3 separate regions of the Sus scrofa genome follow, and regions 1 and 2 are each linked to region 3. Evidence: chromatin contacts called from public Hi-C data. All regions are on one chromosome and are shown on one strand. The core of a region is the stretch at or near the end of the contact, and the rest is flanking DNA. Distances in the headings are between cores, read along the strand shown.

Region 1 (3,507 bases), core at 33-2,532, 160 kb after region 3:
ACTATAAATAGCACTGTCACAAACCCAAGATGCTCTTGGGTTACTCCGAACCTCCCAGCCCCTCCTGCCAACACCAAACCACACTCAGTCCTAAGATCCTGCATCCATCCTCTATGACAAGGAAGAATCAGATGTGACATGGAGGAGATGAGGTGGAAAGTGTCTGGACCAAGCAGAGAGAATGCTGGAATTTGTCAGAGACTCCAAGAATCCATAGATGCAGGTGTCCACCTGGCCTGGTTCTCTGAGGCCTCAGAAGGTGCATCGTGGTTGCTAAGGACCAGAACAGAGTCTGTGCAGATGGAGGGCAAGTGCTCAGGGGCTAATCTTTGGGGCCCAAGCAGCAGGCCATGTGAGGTTGCCAGGGCACGGGGGCTAGGAGGCTTCTGGCTGGACAGTAAAGAGATGTTGTGCACAGGGTTGGATGGGGTCCAAAGCCAGGGCTGCTGCTCAGACCTGAGAGCCAACCAGGTCAGCAAAGTGACATAGTGAATCCATTACAAGGATGTAACGTACAGCCCAGAGCATAGAGTCAATATTTCATAATAACTTTGTATGGACCGTATTCGAGAAATCTATCATATTACCATGCTGCCCACCTGAAACAGAAACCAGACAGACTTCTGCAGTGTCATGCTGACCCTGATGTGGACAGAAGAACACTAACCAGAGAATAGAGACGTTTGCTAATGAGGTTATGTAAGGAAAGCTAGCATTTCCTGAGTGCCTACTATTCTGTGCTAAGGCAGTCTGCTAAGCACTTCAGGTGCTTTAGTTCCTTTCACTGTTCTCCACTGATCCTCACAGTAACATAAGGCTGCAGGTATTATTAGTTTCCTATTTTACAGATCAGGAAACTGAGGTTTAGGGAAGTGCATGAAGCAACTCGCTCATGGTCACATATATAACAATAGCAGAAGCAGAACTTGAATCCAGGCCCAGAGCCCACAGTTTAAGCCTGCTTGTGGGCCCCTCAGCGAGCCCACGGGGCCGGGGGGGCTGACTCACGTGGGGATTAAGGAAGCAGCACAGGCATCTGATGAAGATGATGACATGATATCATCAGACAAACACTGATAAGACCCCAAGAAGAATAATATGCTCTCAGCCAGTCACGAAACTGAAAAGTGAGGAAGCCAGTCCAGGAGAAGAGCCACGCTCTTGGCACTAGGACCATGCTGGCAGCAACTTGCAGGTACATTTGTACACATTTGTACAGGCTGACTGTCTAGAATGTCCAAGCATAAATCAACACAGTATTACAGAGTTGACCGGGCTATCGATCTCAGCTTCCCAGTTCTTCTTGGCCTGACTCACTATCATGTTGCTTAAAGCTATTTCTGGGTACTGGGGAATCCATGGCACAAAGCATCAAATTGTTCTGGGCAACTAACTTTGTCTTTAGAGTCTTCAGATGACAACTGGCAATAAAGAGGTTTTAAAAAAATATCCACATGCCAGGTCATCTCCTGAAGGCCTGGACCCCACAAGGACCTAAGGAGGGAGGATGGTTCATTACCCACCACCCAGCCACCCAGGCGTTCAAGGGCACTGTGTGATAACCATGCTGATTTATTCCATTTTTCAGCCTTGAACCTGGGGTACTTTGAGTCAGCTGCCTAATCTAAGCCAGAGTCTTACTGTTCCAGCATTTAACTCACAGCACCAAAGCAAATCTCTCTGTACCAAACAGACCACGGGCATTAGATGGTAAATAAACAAGACTCATTCCAGTGTTGCGCAGCCCACGTCTTTATACTATTAAAACTTGCTTCATCCCCCTGAGGTTCCCGAAGAAGAAAGACAGCCTGTTCTTTATTACAAGCAATAACAATTTCTCTTCCCATCTAGAAAACGCATGTCATTGCCCAGAATGAAGGTTCCCTCAAGAATTAGATCACCTTAGACTGAAAAGCATAACTGTGTTCTGGCTGCCTGAGAAATCTCAATCCACTTTGAAAACAGATACGCATTTGTCATTTTCGACATGGTTCTCTGCTTGGGCTTTTGAGCAAGTAAAGGATTTTTTTCTAAGCACAGCGAGGACTCCGATTTTGGTATGCTAATCATTATCTTCCATTACCAGGCTACAGACACTGTCAGTTTTGAAAACAGCCTCTCTATGGAAAATAAAATATGAGTCAGGAGGCAAGCAAGTTCTCGGTGGCATCCATGTGTCATTTTATTCTCGGCACCACCTGTGGCATTTCTGCAAGGGCGGGGGGGGGGACCCGCTTTCATCAGCTGCCAGTGGGAAGACACTAGCTCTGAAAAAATTTTTTGGCTGAAAAAATACTACACAGTTTTGGTCAAAACAGTCAGATGCCCAAAATTAAGCCACACAGAAAACTGTTGTGTAAAAGTCCAAATGAAGTAGAAAATTCTGTCTCTCCTTATCCGAGTCCCATCATTCCAGAACCAGCTGTTACAGACATCTGTATACTTGGGGTGCATCTGGTGTTCTACCAAAGAAACTCTTCAAACAAACTTTGTTGGCAGGGGAGGAAGAATCAGGATGGGGAGCAGGAATGTGCTTTTTAATGACCAAGGCTGAATACACTTTCCTCTGGTTTTCTTTTATGTTTCTTCATAAAGCATTTTTCATGCTTTCCTGCTACTTTGCAGTGGCGCTTTTTTTTTTTTTTCTAATAGACTTAGGTTGCCAAATGAAGAAAGCATCTCTGCCCCCATGTTCTCTTTTTAGTTGAAAGACAAGTTTCAACTATTCCACGCAGGGGAATGAGCCAGCAACCTGCCACTGAAGTCAGGTAACAAAAGGCTCCCTTCAGAGCCTGTCAGTTTCCAGGCCTGGCTGCTCTGCCAGCAGATAAGTCCGTTGCCTGCACACCTGGGTCTTCCTGGGCTGCCAGCATCGCACATCAGGGATCCAGCCACCATATTTACATTTTAATAAGTATTTTGTTCTTATTACTTTTTCTTGTTTGTTCCCAGGGGTTCTAAGAAAGGGAGAGAAATAATCGTAACCAACTCATATGGGGTAGAAGCAACTACATTTGGCTGAGCTGCAATTTGGTCTAAGGAATCAGAGCTGGGATTCTGCAAGCAGGACAAATATTTAAAAGGCGACAACTGTACTTTGCCTCAGTTTCATTGTCCTTGCGGTTCTTGGTACACAGAATCATTCCTGCCATCCTATTAACTGACCCTAACAGGTGTCGTAGAGTAACAGATCCCCCTGCAAGAGGGTCTGCTGGATTCAAGCTCCTGACACCTTTTTTGGGATCAGTTTGGGGAAACCTAAGGAACAGCAGGACTTGTGTACAGGAGGGTTCAGAAAAAGCAACTCCGCTTTTAGATGCTTTTACTCCTATTCAGTGTTACTTCTAGCCCTGTGCAAGCAGGAACCGTTTTCTTGGTTTCAAAACTGCTTCTTCACTTTTATTAAAATTCTGAGAGCCTCTTCCTGACAGCTTCAAATAACCCCTCAAAATCCCACAGGTACAAGGATTTCAGACCAGCTGACAGACTCTGTTAGAGCATCGTGGG
Region 2 (3,703 bases), core at 66-2,565, 190 kb after region 3:
GGTTTCTTAAACTGGGCACAAAAAGTGCAAGCTATAAAAGAAAAGAATAATAAATTGGACTTTTAAAATATTAGGAATACTTGTTCATCAAAAGACTCCACTGAGGAGTGAAAAGGCAACTCACAGAGGAGGAGAAAATATTTATAATATTTATATTCAGTGAAGGTCCCACAGCCAGATTATGTAAAGAACTCCTATGAAACAGTAATGAAAAGAGAGTCCAGTGATAGACAAATGGGCAAAAGACTTGAAAAGACAATTCACAAAAACAGATACACAAATCACTAGTAATCATACTAAAAGTTGCTCAGATTCATTACCATCAAGGAAATATAAATGAAACCCCATTCAGTGCATATCCATTGGAATAACGAAATGGAAAAAGACACAAAATATTGGTGAGGAGATGGAGCACCGAGAGTACTCAAACATTGAGTGTGAGTATAAATACTTACAATCACCCTGGAAATAGCTTAGCTGCTAAATCTGAACACATACACACCCCGGGACCCAGCAATTCTCCTCCCAGCTACACACCAACAGGAATGGATGTGTGCGGCTGCTTTCACCAGAAAGGATGTACCAGAACATTCAAGGACTATTCGTAATAGCATCAATCCCGCCCCTGCCCCGCCCCAAGAAAACTATTCAAATACCTGTCAGCAACAGAATAACAATGTATTGTACTGACCCCTGGAACATTACACAGCAGTGGGGATGAAGAAACATGATAAATGCATGAATCTCATGAACATAGCGAAGAATCAAAGCCAGACAGAAAATAATACATTATGTATAATTCCACTTACATAAAATATCAAAACAAGCAAAACAGGAGAATGGTCGACCATGGTAAGGAAGGGCATGATTTCTAGATAATGCAATATATAAATATCAAGTCACATAAATTACAAATTTAAATAAAGGAAGAGGGCACAGTCGAGAAGAGGGCGCTGGTCATGCTCTGCTTCTTGACCTGAGTACTGGTTATGCAGGTGCCCTTGGTTTGCAAAAGCTCATCTCATCACACACTTAGGATCTGTGCATGTTCTCTGAGAATATTACACTTCCATAAAAAGTTTTGTTTTTTTTTTAAAGTTAGATAGGTCGATGTCTACATAGGCAGTACGCAAACCAAAGCTGAGCAAGTCTTCTTGATGATTAACATGAGAATTCCCCATGACTTTGGGAAAGCAGGATTTGGGGTTAAAATATCAGGGTGCCCCCTCGCACTGCCTCCTTCCCTGAGCAGCTGCAGGATCTCGCACTGACTCTGTATGGACAAACAGACCCAGCCTACTATGACTTCACTGGAGTCACAAACAAGGACAATGCCCCAGACTAACAAATGGCCATGTAATGAACCCAAATGGATTGTTTCAAGGGGGGAAAAAAAAAGGATGAAGAAAAAACATGTTGCAATAGCAGGAAATTCTGATTCAGAAGTGGTGTAATCCCATTTGGGGATGACAAGCCAATTAGTCAACATTCTCACCACCCTCAGAACCATTTTCCCAATGAAGTTAAAGTTTCAGGGGATAAAAAGTGTGAACATCTACTTTAATCAATTTTTCCTTGAGATAACACAAGAGTAACTAAATTAAGGCAACTATTGTTTAACCTTCAGACTTCCTTCAGAATAAGTGAGGTTGTTTTACTATCATACTTTATGTTTTCTCAAATACCTCCATTCTCCAATCCAGGATTATTATTTAAACTAACAGTTAAATGATGGAGAAAATGGTTTTGAATGATAAGGAACTAAATGACACCCCGTAGGGTAAGGTTATTGGCATGGTGATATGGAAGAATGATCACAAACCATTTGAATTATGAGTTTGTTTGTGTTCCTTTTTTTTACAAAATATATTGGGGGTCACCAAGAGATAGTAGTAGTAATTCTATTATTAATTCATTTAAAAACTAGCCCATGAGAAAAAGTTTCTTCTAATTCAGTAGCATCTTTGATGAACTTGAATTTCCCTCATCATAAGAGCTTCGACCTTGAAAACAGTAGGGGCAGGAGGTCTCATTCAACATGATGTCCTGCTAGCAATGTCTTAATGCAGTCTCACCAAGGATGCCAGCGGAAAAGTCACTATGCCTTATGCCAGGGTCAGGCAGAAATGAGCATGAATTGTAACACATTTGGATCTGATTTAAGGAAACGAAACAAAAACAAGACAGGGTTCTGAGATATAGTAAATCCAGTTTTATGAAAAAGAATCACCTTATAAAAGATAGGAGAAGGCACTGGTTCTGTTGCCAGATGTGGGGCTCTTAGAGCAGTAACATGGCCTAGAACCAACAGAGAAGTGGGGCATTCACTCCTGTGCTGAGCCCTGAGGCAGACAGAGCACTGACCAATTCCCCGCTTCCCAATTTCCTTCCTACAACCACCTCCTCCAAATGCAGTGAAGAGTAAAAATTATTAAAACAGGAGTTCCTGTCATGGATCAGTGGTTAACAAATCTGACGAGCATCCGTGAGGATGCACGTTAGACCCTTGGCCTCCATCAGCGGGTTAAGGATCCGCAGTTGCTGTGAGCTGTGGTGTAGGTCATAGACACAGCTAGGATCTGGCATGGCTGTGGCTGTGGTGTAGACTGGCAGCTGTAGCTCTGACTGGACCCCTAGCCTGGGAACCTCCATATACCACAGGTGTGGTCCTAAAAAAAAAATTATAAAAAACAAGAGCAAGAGCCAAGAAGAGCCACCACCAAACACATGAGGAGGCAGAATGGGGGCTGTGAGGCTATGAAATACAAAGTCTGTTATCTGTGAGGCACACATTAGCCCCGACCACCAAGACCCACTCAAGCCTTAGGGTAGGGAGCCGGGGAGGGGCTTCTGCAGTAGGCCAGAGAGGCACTGGATGACAGCCTGTGAGGATGAAGAATGGGACTGGCACAACCAGCTGCCAGCCAGCTGTGGGTCTGAGAGCCAAGATACACTACATTAAGGGTGAACAGACAGCAGCCCCCTGGACAAGCCCCACTGCTTTGTTGTTGGGGCATATGGAGAGACGGAGTACAAACAGATTTGCCTGATTAAAAGGAGGATAAGAACATAATCTGAATGAGACGTGAAAAATATGGCAGAACAAGGGAGAGAGAATAGCTTCAAAGGAAGTACATTCTTGCAAAAACACGACACGGCAAGATAGTGGAGAACACGTCTTTGGCATGTGTGCAAAAGCCCTTAATCAACAGTTTTTATTGAGTTTCTATTATGTGCCAGAGATACAGACATGGACAACACAAGCAAATATTCTGACTTACTGGAATTTATATTCTGGGAAGGGAGATGGGCAATAAATAAATATAATATAATGATAGTTTTAAGTATTATGAAGAAAAACATGTCAGAGAACGGGAACAGAGGGTGGTGTGGTAGGGAGAGGAAAAATCAGTTAGCTTCCTCCTAAAGTGCAGATAAGTCACAGGAGAATTCCGGCCCCACCCTAACAGTGGGAGCAATCTGGATAATCCAGAAAATCATAACTTTTTAAAGGCCCATTAGAGATCTGGGATTGGAATTCAACCAAAGGGACTGAATTGCAGAGGATAAGCTCATCCAAGGAGCAGTGGGAATATGGAACTGTTTGCCTTTAGCCGTGAGTGGAGGGAGAGGCGGGAGTTATGAAAGCCGGACTGGAGTTCTCACTGTGGCCCAGCGGAAATGAATCTGACTAGTATCCATG
Region 3 (3,354 bases), core at 658-3,157:
TCCCTGGAAAAGCCCAACAGTGAGGCCTGGCATCATTCAAAGCCCAGGGAATCTTGAGTGTCTCTTATGGCTGGAGTTCACGGATCTAATGAGAAAACTCACTGAACTTTAGTGTATCATTTTTTATGACAAGGAAGCATAAAGAAGATGAGGCAAAGTGAAGGCTTCATGATCGGAGTGCCTGGGTTGGAGTCCTGGCCAGTCTCTGCCGTGGTGTCAGCCATCTGATGCCAGGGCTGGTGCCTCTGTCTCTTCCAGAGCCAGTGTGCCCATCTGCAACCTGGAGGAGGATTGTGCTTCTCCTGCTGACTTATGGGTTGTTGAGAGGATCAAATGAGTTCACAGATACAAGGATTTGTAAATCCGTATGTCATCTTCAAAAATAAATTTCTTACAACTATCCAAAAATTGTAGTGATGCCAAGAAAACCCTGCCCTGCATTCAAGTCCCAAGAGCAGAGAGGAGGAGAGGGGGAGAGAGAGAGAAAGAATGAAAGGCACAATCTCTGCTCCTAGAAAGCTGCAACCCGACTGAGCTTGTGGATCCTGATGGCAAACCACCAACAAAGCCTGGAGTATGTCAGGCAGTTCTCTCGCAGCCAGGAGTGATAGAGCCCATGTCAGCATGGACTCTGGAGACAGGAACTTATTGTCCTTGTTATGGACAGGATCACAGCTGGATCCAGAGTGTCTGTGTCATCAGGATCTGGTCCCCTTCACTCAACCTCTTGGCTCCACTTTCCTCTTGTTAGCTTCAGTCTTGGGGGAAATCATCCCACATTTCTTGGGTTGATCCCAGAAAGGAAAGAACTTCTCCTTCCCAAGAAAAAGTCCCAAGACAAGTCCTAGAACTTGAATCCAGTCTCAAATGAATGGCTTGGGTCACATCAGTCAGGTTTCCTAAAACCAACCACTGTCACTAAAGGCATGTGCTATGGCGGTTCATTCATTTGTTCAGTGCATCCTGATTGAGCACCTGCTTTGTTCCTAAAACTTTTCTGGGAGCTGAAGACAAAGCGGTGAAAAAACAGACAAATAAATGAGTCTATTGATCAACAGATAATGTCAGACACAGACGCAAAGTCAGGGGTTCTGGGTCGGGGGTGGGTCTGTATTTCAGCAAGTTCTCCAGTGAGTCGGATGTCAGTGGTGTGGGGTCCCCGCTTCATGAGACGGTATCAACGCGGTATGAGAAATGCACTCCAGGGAACTAGTGAACGGTGTCCAGATGCAAGCCCCCCTTTCTGAGGTTGGGCAAATTCATAGATGTGATTGGAGCAGACAGCAGCACACCAGTGAAAATAGCTTCAGGGTGACCAGGGAAACAGAACCGTAATTATTTAAGGCATCATTTCTCACCCCGGAAAACCCCAGCATGACCCAAGCCACAACTCAGATATTTTCTGCAGATATAAAAATGAGGATTTGGGAGTTCCCTTCGTGGCTCAGTGGTTAACGAAACCAACTAGTATCCATGAGGACACCGGTTCAATCCCTGGCCTTGCTCAGTGGGTTAAGGATCTGGTGTTGCCGTGAGCTGTGGTGTAGGTCACAGGTGCAACTGGGATCCTGTGTTGCTGTGGCTGTGGTGTAGACCGAGGGCTAGAGCTCCGATTCAACCCCTAGACTGAGAGCCTCCATATGCCATGGGTGAAGCCCTAAGATAATAAAATAAAATAAAATAAAAATGAGGATTTGTTTGCTTAATCCCTTTCCAGCTTAAATATTTGTAAAGATTCAGTCTGTGTGGGAACTAGTCATTTTGTGTTCCAGATGTGGGGGTTACATAGTGACGATCCAGTATTATTGATTGTGGTTAATTATTATTTCATTAGCTGTCACTCCTCTTCCCTCACTCTTTCCTTCAGAACAGCCACTAACAGCCTTTCCTTCCCATCCCCCAGAAGACCCATCCTCGCCAAAGATGTGCCCATGTGTGGAGCTCAGAGGCTGGTTTCTGGGACACAAAGGGTGAGCGATGCTTTGAGATCTGGTTTCACAAGCCTCCCAGTCTGACCAGAAGTAAGAAAGCAGAGCTGAGACAGAGCAACGCCAGAGAGCAGTTCTCATGTAGAGCAGTCCCCAGGCTACTTCTGTGAGCTGCTCCTGCTCCTGTCTCTGCTTCTCCTGTTTGCTTCCCCCGGGGAAAACTCTTTATGCTGTGTGACTTCCTTTTCTTCTGAACTTTCTATCTTGCATTCCAGCCTTAGGTCACTGTCTTTCCTTCTCTGAAGGTCAGGAATTGGGGCATTGCCATGCCAGGTGTGTAGACATGCTCTGTGGATGTTTATCAAATGAATGAACTATTGCCGTAGTTGGGTGTGGAGGGGGGAAAATAATTCTCATGGAAGGCACACAAGGAAGGCGGGGCGCAGATCCCAGCTGAGGAAATAGACAAGTAGGCAAATCCTTTGTGGATGCTGAGGTATCCATCTAGGGAAGCACTGATATGATACCACTTCTGGATAATGAGGTAGAAGAGGCTTAGAGCCACTCTTTAGAACCCTCCTTCTGGGCCATTCATAGATCAGTCACTTAAATGGAAACGAGATGAATGATAGAGGCCAGAGTAGAAATGCCCCAGGGCTCATCCTCTGAGGCTCGGTATACCAGGAACGGAAGTTAGTCCAACAAAAGGGGTAGCTGGTGTTCCCATTGTGGCTCAGCAGAAGTGAATCTGACTAGCATCCGTAAGGATGCAGGTTCGATCCCTGGCCTCGCTCAGTGGGTTAAGGATCCAGCATTGCCATGAGCTGTAGTGAAGGTCGCAGACGCAGGTTGGATCTGGTGTGGCTGTGGCTGTGGTGTAGGCCAGCTGCTACATCTCCCATTGGACCCCTAGCCTGGGAACCTCCATATGCCATGGGTGTGGCCCTAAAAATACCTAAAGGGGGGCCGGTGATTGACCAAGGTTAGCCAGGACCTTTCAATGACAAATCATTGCAAGCCTCCATATGTCATGGGTGAGGCCCTAAGATTAAAATAAAATAAAATAAAATAAAATTTAAAAAAAAAATGAGGAGGCCAAGGGTGGCTTAGATTCACCTGGAGCCCAATTCTTAAAGTCTGTTGTGTTACATAATAAAAAAATGGTATCGCTTGGTTATTTGTGCATAAAGGATATGAGTTAAATTTTGACTTTATTAAACTTCTTCCTCCGTGGCAAATTGCTTGGTGGAGCATGACCAGCTCCGTTTGTACAGGAGACTATTTGGCGGTGAAAGAAGCTCCTGATGTGTCTCTGTAACTGAACAGCCACCTGAATGGTGGGTGACACGTGGTTCTTCTGGATCTGGCAATTTTCTCCTCTTTCAAGGGAGCTTCTTGAATAGAATTTGAATCCTCGCTTTATTTT

What was found. A called contact is a pair of places that touch in the nucleus more often than the background predicts.
Region 1: a Hi-C map of liver shows a contact between it and region 3, with 6 times the contacts expected there. A contact is called at or near these places in 1 of 47 Hi-C or Micro-C datasets (liver) and 1 of 2 datasets of targeted methods (alveolar macrophages).
Region 2: a contact with region 3 is called in a Hi-C map of liver, with 5 times the contacts expected there. A contact is called at or near these places in 5 of 47 Hi-C or Micro-C datasets (embryonic fibroblasts, heart right ventricle and liver) and 1 of 2 datasets of targeted methods (alveolar macrophages).

The regions. Positions count from the first base shown.
Region 1 is chr4:39,611,824-39,615,330 of Sscrofa11.1, forward strand. All of the region lies in intron 5 of CPQ (carboxypeptidase Q), which reads right to left. Among named protein-coding and RNA genes, the nearest start is that of CPQ, 240 kb to the right of the region's middle.
Region 2 is chr4:39,643,691-39,647,393 of Sscrofa11.1, forward strand. The region is part of intron 3 of CPQ (carboxypeptidase Q); the gene reads right to left. Among named protein-coding and RNA genes, the nearest start is that of CPQ, 210 kb to the right of the region's middle.
Region 3 is chr4:39,455,449-39,458,802 of Sscrofa11.1, forward strand. No RefSeq gene overlaps it. Among named protein-coding and RNA genes, the nearest start is that of TSPYL5, 94 kb to the left of the region's middle.